3 separate regions of the Mus musculus genome follow, and regions 1 and 3 are each linked to region 2. Evidence: chromatin contacts called from public HiChIP or PLAC-seq data. All regions are on one chromosome and are shown on one strand. The core of a region is the stretch at or near the end of the contact, and the rest is flanking DNA. Distances in the headings are between cores, read along the strand shown. Region 1 holds the start of Lypla2 (lysophospholipase 2). Region 2 holds the start of Ncmap (noncompact myelin associated protein). Region 3 holds the start of E2f2 (E2F transcription factor 2).

Region 1 (3,585 bases), core at 817-3,316, 570 kb after region 2:
AGGAAGAAGAGACGATGGTGTAGGACAAAGGCCCTCCAGCTCTACCCAATGAAGGAACGGCCGCCCCTCAGCTCACTCACCCTGTGTCTCCAAGTCCATGTAAAAAAATAACCTGGGAAAAAAACAGTCAGAAATGAGACAGGCAGGTCCCCCTTAGACCTCCCACTCCAGCTTACCACTCCCCCAGCCCCTCAGACCCAGAGGATCCGGGGTGGGAGCCAACAGATGATTAACCCTTCTAGCTTCAGGCTAAACCCTTCTCATATAGCCTCCTCCATGTTTCCCACATTGCCCAAAGCCAGCCGTCACCCACCACCTGGCTGGCCCCTTACCGCGGCCGTTTCCCGCTCAGCTCCAGACACGGTGGCTGCGTCGGTGAGCAGGGGCACAGACATGGTGTTACCACACATACACTGCAGGGCTTCCTGCAGGCTGGGCCTACACAAGAGAAGGTAGTCGTAGATTAGAAGCAAAGCCAGGGGAGAGAAGCCTTCCTGGTTTAAGAAGCCCGCCCGGAGGCCTTCAGCCTTGGGCAGTAACAGGGGTTTGATTCTGAGCAGAGAGAAAGTAAAGGCAGAAAGAAATCTCAGGCAGAGGGGTAGAAAGTTGGCCCCAGGGAACCGGAGAGAGATGGTTCAGCGGTTAAGAGCCTTGGCTGCTCTTCCAGAGAACCAGGGTTCAATTCCCAGCACCCACATGGCAGCTCGCAACTGTCTGTAACTCCAGTTCCAGGGGATCTGACATCCTCATACAGCCATACATGCAGACACAACACCAAAGTGCATAAAACCAAATAATTAAAAAAAGAAAGAAAGAAAGGAAGGAAGGAAGAAAGGAAAGAAAGAAGTCTCCATCCCAAGGCTGAGAAGGAGAACTTGGTCTAGAACTGGCACGCCTGGTTTCTGACCCAATCCCAAAGCCTAAGCATGGTACAGGTGGGCTGGCACTGGGTTTAGGGGTTGGAAGTGTAGGGGCAAGGGAAGGCAGGGTGGTCCCTGTAGCCTTCCCCCTATGTCTCCGAAGGCTAACTGCATCTTTCCAAGGTCTCAGGTGTCCCTTTCCTGGAATTCCCCTTCCCTGAGTCCTGCCCCTAGAGAGAGCTGGAGGAAAACCGCTGGAAACAGGCTTTCAGTCCCACCCACATCCCATCTTATCCATCTTCCCTCTCCTCCCCTCCTATCCAGCCCCTATCCAGTCTTCTCAGCTGTCTGGCTCAGTAAGAAATTCCCGAGGCCTCTGGAAGCCACCCATGTCCCATGAGAGCCAAACTCCTTTCTGCCATCTTCTACCAAAAACTGGTGCTCTAAGCTTTCCCAGTTCCACAAGGCTACCTGCTGTTGCTGCTGTCACTGACTCCAAACGGGTCCCCAAATGAACAGGTGTTGGGACTCCCAACACAAAAGAATATCAGGCTGCCTGGCCCCTCCCCATCCTTAGCATCCTCCAAACTCCGGAAGCTTGTGCTACCTGCCTCTGAAGTGTCTTAAGGGCGCCCCGCCCTCCCGCTGGCTCCCACCTTCCAGCTCTGACCCTGACTGCCCCTCCTCACGGTAGGATGATCACATAGCATCTTTCCACACCTCTGACTCTGGGGTTCCTCTTTCCACAGGGAATGCACCTGACACCCTAAGCTAGGATCCCCTTCCTTCTAAGCTCTGGGGACTCCCACTCCACCCGGCTCCCACTCTCCAAAGGATGACCGTCGTCTCCCATTCTCCACAGTGGGAACTTGGGTTCTGAGCCAGGGTCATCACATCCCTACGGTGGCATTTGCTGCCTTGCCCCACGGCTCGCACCTGCCCACAAAGGGGCATTGACCCTGGAAAGCCTCCGCCCCACAATGGGGTCTCCCACTGCCCAGCGCGCAGCCGCTCTCCCGCCACGCGCGCAGCCCCTGGCCCGGCCGTCCCGGGACTGGACAGCGCCCTCCGGCCACTCCCCACCGCCACCCCGGGACCCTCGCAGCCTCGCTGAGCGAACGCCTGGATACCTCACTCCCAGTGGCTTCCGAGACCGTTCGGGCGATTCTCCCCTTTCTCCCGCACAGGCACACACTCTTCCCCCTCGGCCGCCCCCGCCGGAACTTCCGTTCCAGTCCCGGGAACCCAGCCATCCTGCTGCCGGAAGTAGCCCGGCCAGCAGTACGGAACCCGGAAGCGAGTCCGGCTTTCCAGGTAGAAGCTGCCATGTTGCCCACAGTGGGACCACTCCCTGTGATGCGACGCTGCCACCTACAGCGTCTGGACATGGCACTGGATTCCCAGATGTCCTACCAGCTAAGCCCTCCTGGTGGACCTGCGTCCTGGAGGAGAGGCATTCCTCAGTATTGTTTAGCATAAAGTTAGCCGTCTTCCCATCCCCGTGGAGCAGGGTGCACTTCCAGGTGTGGTCTTGGATGTTCCCCACTGTCTTGTTTCATTAAGATACAGTTCACTGCTTAGGTCTCCAGTGCGCAGTATCGTATGCTTAGGTAGTGAAATGGTTACTTTAGTGGAACTCTGTGAAGTCTCAGAGATTGGCTTCCCTCTCAAAACTGGTGAATGCTTTTAGCCACACGTCTCCTGTCGTACTTTAGATTTGTCTCTTTATTCGTCTTGCTTCTTGTTTACCCTCCATACTGTTTCTCAAGCTGTAGCATTATACACCCTGACCTGAAAAGACCTGAGTTCACCCCGTCCTCCACTCTTATCTTTAAAGATGAGGAAGCTAAGGCTTGGGGAAGGAAGTAAATATATATCGACCTCAAGATTACACTGTGATCTCTCTTTCCTGACCGGCTTCCTCAGCTATAAAATGATAATAACCACCTGCTATTTCATCACTTTGCTGTTAAGCTTCAAGGAGGCCACGTAAACTTGCTTTGAACACTAAAATCACAGTGTGAGAGGCCTTACCCACTTGAAGAAGGACCCTGGGAAAGTCCGTAGGCCGTATCAGGATACTGACACACTGGCAGGGTTGGCTCGGCACTGTCCTTGACAAGTGATGCCTTGCAGGCTGCACAAAATGCCACCAGCTGTGAGCTAAGAACAAAAGGGCTTCATTTGGTCACCACTGAGTCACACTGGTAAAGTGAAAATTGGACTTGGAGTCCAGGCTGAGAGACAAGCTGAATTGAAGGACTGAATTGTAGAGAACCTTTAGGGACCAGAAAACAGGAAATGAGTCACAGGGGTCCCCTCAGCTGCAGAGGACTTCCAGATTAACCTACACTAGTTTTTTTGTTTGGTTTTGTTTTTTTCCCACCCTGCGAACCCAAAGCAATACAAGCTTGGGCAATCAACAAAAACACCTCCCTCCTGACAGAGAAGCAGCTTGTTCTTGTATTCAGGTCATGGGATGGTGCTTAGAATATGGAGATCAAGGGACCACAGCAAGCCAAAGACCTAGAAACGGATATCACAAAAGAAAGAGGAATAAAAACCGAGAAGAAAGCAACACAGCTAACCAGCCCCAGTGCCTGCAGAACCCTGCTGGGTTGGTCCGTGGATGAATACAGCCCCTGTACTTTCTTCACATGAGCCACAGTGGCAAGTGACGCTTCCAATCTTCAGGCTCAGTTCCAGGAGCTACCTGTGAGCTACA
Region 2 (3,573 bases), core at 403-2,902:
GTCAGTGGTCTCAACTTCTGAGTCATCTCTCCAGCCCTATTTACTTATTTTTAAGGATTGTATTACTATCTAGCCTGGGCTGGCCTTGAACTTGAGACAAGCCTCACCCTTCACCCTCGTGAGTACTGAAATTACAGGCATAAGCAAGACCCAAGTAAGTGCTACAAGAGGCCTTGACCTTGCCTTTCTGGGGGACCGTGTCCCTGTCTCTGTCCCTCTGGATGCCCGCACTCCCACCAGCCTCAATCCTCGTCAGATCTTTGCTACTCATGTTATCACATGGCCACCTGGAGGTCACCAGAACCAGACAGGCTCGGGATAGTGTTTACTGCTGTTATATACAAGCCTGTGTCCAGCCTGAGCTACAGTTCAGGTGGTGATATGAGTCCAGTTGGAGAATTAGGAATTAGGTGGGCAATCCCAACCACAGAGACCAGGGGAGCCTATCTTCAAGCCCAGCTCAGCCGCCTGTGCCTGCTCACCACACACACCAGGAGGTGCCCAGCTCCACCCGATGCTGCCACTCTTTTTTGTTTTGTTTTGTTTTTTGTTTTGGTTTTTCGAGACAGGGTTTCTCTGTGTAGCCCTGGCTGTCCTGGAACTCACTTTGTAGACCAGGCTGGCCTCAAACTCAGAAATCCGCTTGCCTCTGCCTCCCAAGTGCTGGGATTAAAGGTGTGCGCCACCACGCTCCACAATGCTGCTGCCACTCTTAAGCCCCTGGTTTAACTACGAGCCCAGCTTTACTGGAGCTGGTGAGGCAATTGTGAACCAGACACAGTCCCTGGCCCCAAGGAGCCAGTCTGGCAAAAAGGAATAGCTTACATAAAATCAAATCACCGGTTCGTTTAGATACAAGAAAGTTTCACTTAGGTACAAGAAACCGAATTGGTAAGAAGAGGCTGCCTCAAGGCGACAGCCAGCCAGGCCGAGGCGGAGACTCGGATTGGGTACCACTCCACTCCGGCTTCTTTGCTCCTTTCGCAGCTTCTCAAATCCCCCAACCCCTCTTCCAAGAAGAATCTTCCTCCCGCACCCCAGAGCTTCCCCACCCAGCCCCTTTGGAGGCAGGAATCCATTTCCTTCCACCTCAAGGTACCCGGGACTGGAATCTCCCACTATCAAGGAGCGGCTGATTCAACATCTCGCTTATTGACTCTGGTACGAGCCCGGGCCCCTTTTCCGGGTGCTGGTCTCATTGGACTGCACAGCTCCTGGGGCCTCGGAAGGAGCGTGCTCTCCTGGATGCCCAGTTTATAAACCAGGAGAGCTCAGGACCCGAGGGGGAGGGGAGTTCAAGGCTCCTACCTCTCGTAGGCTTTTCTTCCGGGAGTCCAGGTCGCTCCCTGTGACTTCGTAGGAGCGGACAAGGAAACCACCAGCTTTCCGCATGCCAGAGATGTAGCCCCGAATGCACCCAGCTTCGGGGTGCTTCTCAGCTTGCACCCTGAACACCTCTGTGCACCGGTGTCTGCAGACAACCGGGAGATGTTGCTGACCTTTCAGCTACCGGCTCACGCCAAGGCGCGCGCCAGGCTGGGGACCCCTGGGGGTCCGGAGAGCTATCTTCCGCGGGCCTGAGCCCCTGTGCGCTGTCCTTCCAAGCCCCCGCGTTCCGTGCCCTGCGCCCTACCTGCTCCACACCCCAGCCCCGCCTCTTGCAGCCGCCGCTGTCGCCTCCGGGTCCTGTCCCGCCCCATCCCTCCCAACTAGTGACCACCCTCCCCCATCACCTGCCCAGCGCTCCCGCCCCGCCCGCAGTGTCCCCACGTCGCTCTCTCCTCCTGCCGCTCAGGGGACTTCAGGTCTGGCACCCCCCCGCACCCACTTCTTCCAGGTTGGAATTGTGAGAAGACAAAAGAGGAGGAAGGGACCTCGCGTTGACGGAGAGCTGAATCGGATGAAGCGAGCTGATGGAGTGAAAGTGTGGACCAGCTGTGGGATCCGAGGACCAGAGGACTGGCAGTTTACAGGTGACAGAAATTCCTCCTGAGCGTGATTAGAAACTAATTTTCTAGTAGTACACAGGCAGCAGAGGCAAGGGGATTGCTGCAAGTTCAAGGCTGGCTCCGAAAACATAGTACGTTTCAGCTAGCATGGGTCAGTGGGTAAAGTGCTTGCCTAGCAAGCGTGAGAAAATTCCCTGTTTCCTGCCTAAAAGTTAGCACGGAGGGTGGGGTGGGCTTAGAAGATGAGCTTAACATAAGTTCAGTTCCCAGCACCCACATCAGGAAAGGCACGATTGCTTCTAACTCCATCCCCTCCCACATGAACACATGCACACACAAAATTTAAAAAAAGAATTATTGGGCTGGTGAGATGGTTCAGCGGTTAAGAGCACTGACTGCTATTCCGAAGTTCAAATCCCAGCAACCAAATGGTGGCTCACAGCCACCTGTAATGAGATCTGACGCCCTCTTCTGGTGTGTCTGAAGACAGCAACAGTGTACTTATTTATAATAAATAAAATCTTTTTTTAAAAAAAAGAATTATTGCTTCACCAACGAAAATAAAAAACAGCACTCCCACTTTCAACTAGGCTGTGCGCATCTTCACGGTCTCCGGGTGCCACACGGTCTCTCCAGCACACGGTAGGCTCACAACCAGATTTAAGAGATCCTTGTATAAACAGGGAAATGAAGTACCAGGAAGACAAGGTGGGCCTCAGGTCCCCAGAAGGTAAAGTGGCAGACTGGGAGTAGAGCCAGGAAGTGACTGGGTCTGGACCGAGCGCCCCTGAGTTGCTTCCATGGCTCAGTGTGAAGCAACTTCTGTATTAGTCAGGGTTCTCTAGAGTCACAGAACTTACGGATAGTCTCTATATAGTAAAAGAATTTATTGATGACTTACAGTTGGCAGCGCAATTCCCAACAATGGTTCAATCGCAGCTGTGAATGGAAGTCCAAGGATCTAGCAGTTACTCAGTCTCACACAGCAAGCGGGCGAAGGAGCAAGAGCCATGGAAGAGTTACTTGTACTTTGATAGGAAACTCCGTCGTGGGTTTGTTGACACATGCTGTTAGACAATACCATGCATGATTCACTGCCTCACCAAAGACGGAGTGGCCACACATGATGGAGGAGGGCAAGGTAGGGGGCACTCCTGGCTCTGAACTAGAGTAGGGTCTCTTAGGGACATTCTGGGATGTTTCCAGATCCTCTTCTGGGTATGGGTACAAGATCTCAGTTGTTAGATGGCCTTGGGTTCAAATTCTGATCCATTGTTTACTAATTCCAAGACAGGTGTGGCTATGGCTATGGCTATGTGTCTTCAGCTCCGTGCTACTATGGCAAGGACTAGAAATGAGGTGCTTCAGGTGATGGGCAGGCTGGGGACATTTATATTTATTCATAGAGCCAGAGAGAAATGTACACACGCCGGGCGTGGTGACGCACGCCTTTAATCCCAGCACTCGGGAGGCAGAGGCAGGCGGATTTTTGAGTTCGAGGCCAGCCTGGTCTACAAAGTGAGCTCCAGGACAGCCAGGGCTACACAGAGAAACCCTGTCTCGAAAAACAAAACAAAACAAACAAACAAACAAAAAAAGAAGTGTACACACACACACACAGTTC
Region 3 (3,491 bases), core at 388-2,887, 770 kb after region 2:
CAGGCAGGGAAGGCTTCCGGGAGGAGGAGAAGTTTAAGCTGGGACTTAAGGGACCAGTGAAATAGCAGACTATTTTTTGTTTGTTTGTTTATTTGTTTATTGGTTTTTCAAGACAGTATAACCCTGGCTGTCCTGGAACTCACTCAGTAGACCAGGCTGTCTTTGAACTCAGAAATCTACCTGCCTCTGCCTCTCACATGCTGGCATTAAAGTCATGTGTCACCACCTCTTGGTGGTCTACTGTAGACTAAAGAGGCCTGTGTATTCCAGATCAAGTCTGATATAGCAACAGCTGTCGATTCTCATGGACCAAGCTCTGTGCCGAAGGCTTTGCATATACTGTGCCATGAGATTTCTCTGTGACTCCGACATAAGGAATGAGAGAGAGAGAGAAAAAAAAAAAAGACCCAGAGAATGGAGAAGAAATCTTGTCAAACAGCTTTCACAAAAGGGTTAGGGGACTGGATGTGAATTAAGAATGTCGAAGAGAAAGCCTGGGCTACCTGGTTTGTGATGATCTGATCAGGTCTTAACACGGGGACTCAGCCCACCCCCCCTCCTGTTGTGGTAAAATAATTGTTTAGGCCGGTCAATGGTGGCGCACGCCTTTAACCCCAGTGCTTGGAAGGCAGAGGCAGGTGGATTTCTGAGTTTGAGGCCAGCCTGGTCTACAAAGTGAGTTCCAGGACAGCCAGGGCTACACCGAGAAACCCTGTCTCACAAAAACAAAAACAAAAACAAAAACAAACAAACAAAAATTTGTGTAGAAGAAACCTGGAGGTGTTTGATTCAGGAAGGAAGAGTGCTGGGTCCTGTTGGGGAAAATGACCTGACAAACTCTGGACCCTCACCCACGCTGTGCCTGTCAAGGGCGGGGCAGAGTTTGGGAGAGTGGAAAGGAGCTCTTTACTAGAACAAAGACTCCCGACCTGGACTGTCCTACATTTGACTGCCAATTCTCAGATCAGCGAATCTGTGAATGACCCGAGGCACAATATCCCGCCCCTCCGACTCCCTGGTCTTACCCATCCCACTTCTCCGGATTGATGGGATAAATTAAACAACATAACATATATAATGGTCTAATCTTAGTGTACTGTACGGGCGTACAGTAGGCGCTCAATAGAGGTTAGTTTTTTTCCTGAAGAAAAACATAAAAGGGAGGCGCCACCCTTCCCTGCCCCTCTGCCAATTAAAGCCTGGAGGAACAGGTTCCTGGGTTTCATTTGAAGAGAAAGAGGACATATTGGTTATATTAATTAATATATTAATAAATGATTTAACCTAACTAAGCAACAAAGCGAAAACAAAAGGTTTTGTGGCCAGGGAAATGCACTTGAGGGTCAAGACTCAGGTCCCGACTCTGACTCTCTTTCAATGTTTGGCCCCACCCCCAAGGAAAAGAGGTCCGCTCCTCAGCGCTCTTCGCTGTACTGTTGGTCCTTATGCTGGGTGTTCCAGATGCACCTCCTGCCTCAGTTTCGCCTACTGTTACAAGAGGACGCTGAAGTCAGCAGATGTCGCGGCCCCTTTAAGCCACTAAGCTCCTGTCGTAATCGCTGTTTCTTAGACTAAGCCTTTCCGGGGGTGGGTGGGTGGGAGGAGCCTATATATATTGTAGCAGCCAATCGAGGCGCGGCATTTTCCGCGGGAGATCCGAATTTGGCGGCATATAGTTTGGCGCTAAAAAAAAAAAAAAAGAAAAAAAAAAGAAAAAGAAAGAAAAAAGAAGAAAGAAAAGAAAAAGGAGTCCAAGCAAGGGACGGGAACTAGAGGGGTGAACGCAGAGCTCAGCAGGGCGCACAGGACACCCTTCGCGGGTCAGAGCACACGAGTGTCCGCGGGGTCCGTGGGCATTCCGGGACGCTTTCACGCACGGGCGCGACTCCGGACGCCCAGATATTCGGGGCACGAGCCGGACCGGGCCAACTCCTGGCAGTGCCACCTGTGCCACGCGATCTCCGAGTGGCGATCTCCGAGCTCGGCAGCGCTGGGCGGCGGGCCAGGAGGGGAGGGTCCGGCCTTGCCCGGCGGGCGTCCATTGGCGGCTGCTCCCGGCGTCCGCGGTGCAGCCGGCTGCAAAGCCCGCAGGTGCCCCGCGCGCGCGCGCCAGACCCGAGTGGGTAGGGGGCGCCGCACTCGCCATGCTGCGCGCGCCGCGGACCCTGGCTCCGGCCACGGCGCAACCTACAAAGAGCTTGCCGGCGCTGAACCCCACCGAGCTGTGGCCTTCGGGTCTGAGCAGCCCCCAGCTCTGCCCGGCCACCACCGCCACCACCTACTACACTTCGCTTTACACGCAGACGGTGCCTTCCTCTGTGGCGCTGGGCACCTGCCTCGACGCCACTCCCCACGGACCCGAGGGCCAAATTGTGCGATGTGCACCCGCAGGCCGGCTGCCGGTAATGCTGGGGGACCCCCTGTACTTCCCGTATACGTGTCTGGGTGGGGAAAAAGGAGAGAGGGTGCTTGGGACGCCCTACGGCTTGATTACAGCTGGTTGAGGTGGGGAAGCGGGACTGGCAGTAGAGAGAACCCTTTCATTTTCCGACTCCGTGAAGTAATCTCGCCTGCTGTCGCGGACTGCAATGAGCACTGGTCAGGGGAGCCTGGAGACCTAGCCCAGTGCCCCTAGCGCCTGCGTGACCTTGAGGAAGCTTCCAAGGCATCGACGATGCTTAAGTTCATTCATTCTTTCATTGTTTACGCCAGAACCAACACCTGCTTTTTCAGGCCAGGGGCTTGGCCTGTGGGATTTCCTGGTGACTTTAAATCCGCATAGGTCTCCCAGGTCTCTGGTCCAGCCTGGTATCTGGACCAGAGTTGTCTAGCCAGCTCCTTCTCAAGTGTTGTCCTCAGGTCCTCCCCACAGCCTGCTCATCGTCCGAAATAGCCAGTAGCAATGCAAATGTAGTCCGTCTCTTGGGTTTCCTGTTCAGATGGACTGTGACCTCGCGAGTGAGAGATGTGTTGTCAGGGAAGGCCTGGTGTGGTGGCGTTTGGGCTGTAGTACAGGGTTTGTGGGAATGGATGAGAAAGGGCCTGAGGGAGTTAGAGGGAGGGTTGGGGTGGCTGGTTTCAGCTCTGGTCTTCACTGTGTATATTTGGATGTCAGGGCCTCTGTTTCCTCTTCTTAAAAAAAAAAAGTTTTAAAATTACATTTATGTGGGGGATGGGACCGTTTGTGCCACACTGTGTTTGGAGGTCAGAGCACAACTTTTCAGAGTTGGTTTTCTTTTTCAGAGTGGGTCCTGGGGATCAAACTCAAGCTGTTCAGCTTGGTGGCAAACTCCTCTACCCACTGAGCCATCTCGCCAGCCCCACCTTTCCTCTTCTAGAAAATATATCTTCCTTGGCTTGTCTCCTCTGTTAGTTCCAGGTTTGGAAGCAGGTGTCAAGGAGGGGAGATGGTATTTGTAGGGTATGGTAAGTCTAGGGACAGGGATAAGACCACCCTGTGTCCCCAGGGTATTTTGTCCGACCTGTGGCTC

Evidence for each region. HiChIP or PLAC-seq counts read pairs in DNA pulled down with a chosen protein or histone mark.
Region 1: a contact with region 2 is called in an HNF4G HiChIP or PLAC-seq map of pancreatic cancer cells. The contact joins the promoter of Lypla2 here to the promoter of Ncmap in region 2. A contact is called at or near these places in 3 of 115 datasets of contacts at active chromatin or transcription factors (astrocytes, memory CD8 T cells and pancreatic cancer cells).
Region 3: a contact with region 2 is called in a FOXA1 HiChIP or PLAC-seq map of pancreatic cancer cells. The contact joins the promoter of E2f2 here to the promoter of Ncmap in region 2. A contact is called at or near these places in 1 of 115 datasets of contacts at active chromatin or transcription factors (pancreatic cancer cells) and 1 of 9 other capture datasets (embryonic stem cells).

The regions. Positions count from the first base shown.
Region 1 is chr4:135,970,528-135,974,112 of GRCm38.p6, forward strand. It overlaps Lypla2 (lysophospholipase 2), which reads right to left and starts at 2,067. Exons shown (of 10, transcript NM_011942.1): 1 at 1,991-2,067; 2 at 333-438; 3 at 81-112. The coding sequence starts at 410.
Region 2 is chr4:135,396,575-135,400,147 of GRCm38.p6, forward strand. Ncmap (noncompact myelin associated protein) reads right to left here and starts at 1,653. Exons shown (of 5, transcript NM_145555.2): 1 at 1,309-1,653.
Region 3 is chr4:136,170,637-136,174,127 of GRCm38.p6, forward strand. E2f2 (E2F transcription factor 2) reads left to right here and starts at 1,638. Exons shown (of 7, transcript NM_177733.7): 1 at 1,638-2,402. The coding sequence starts at 2,145.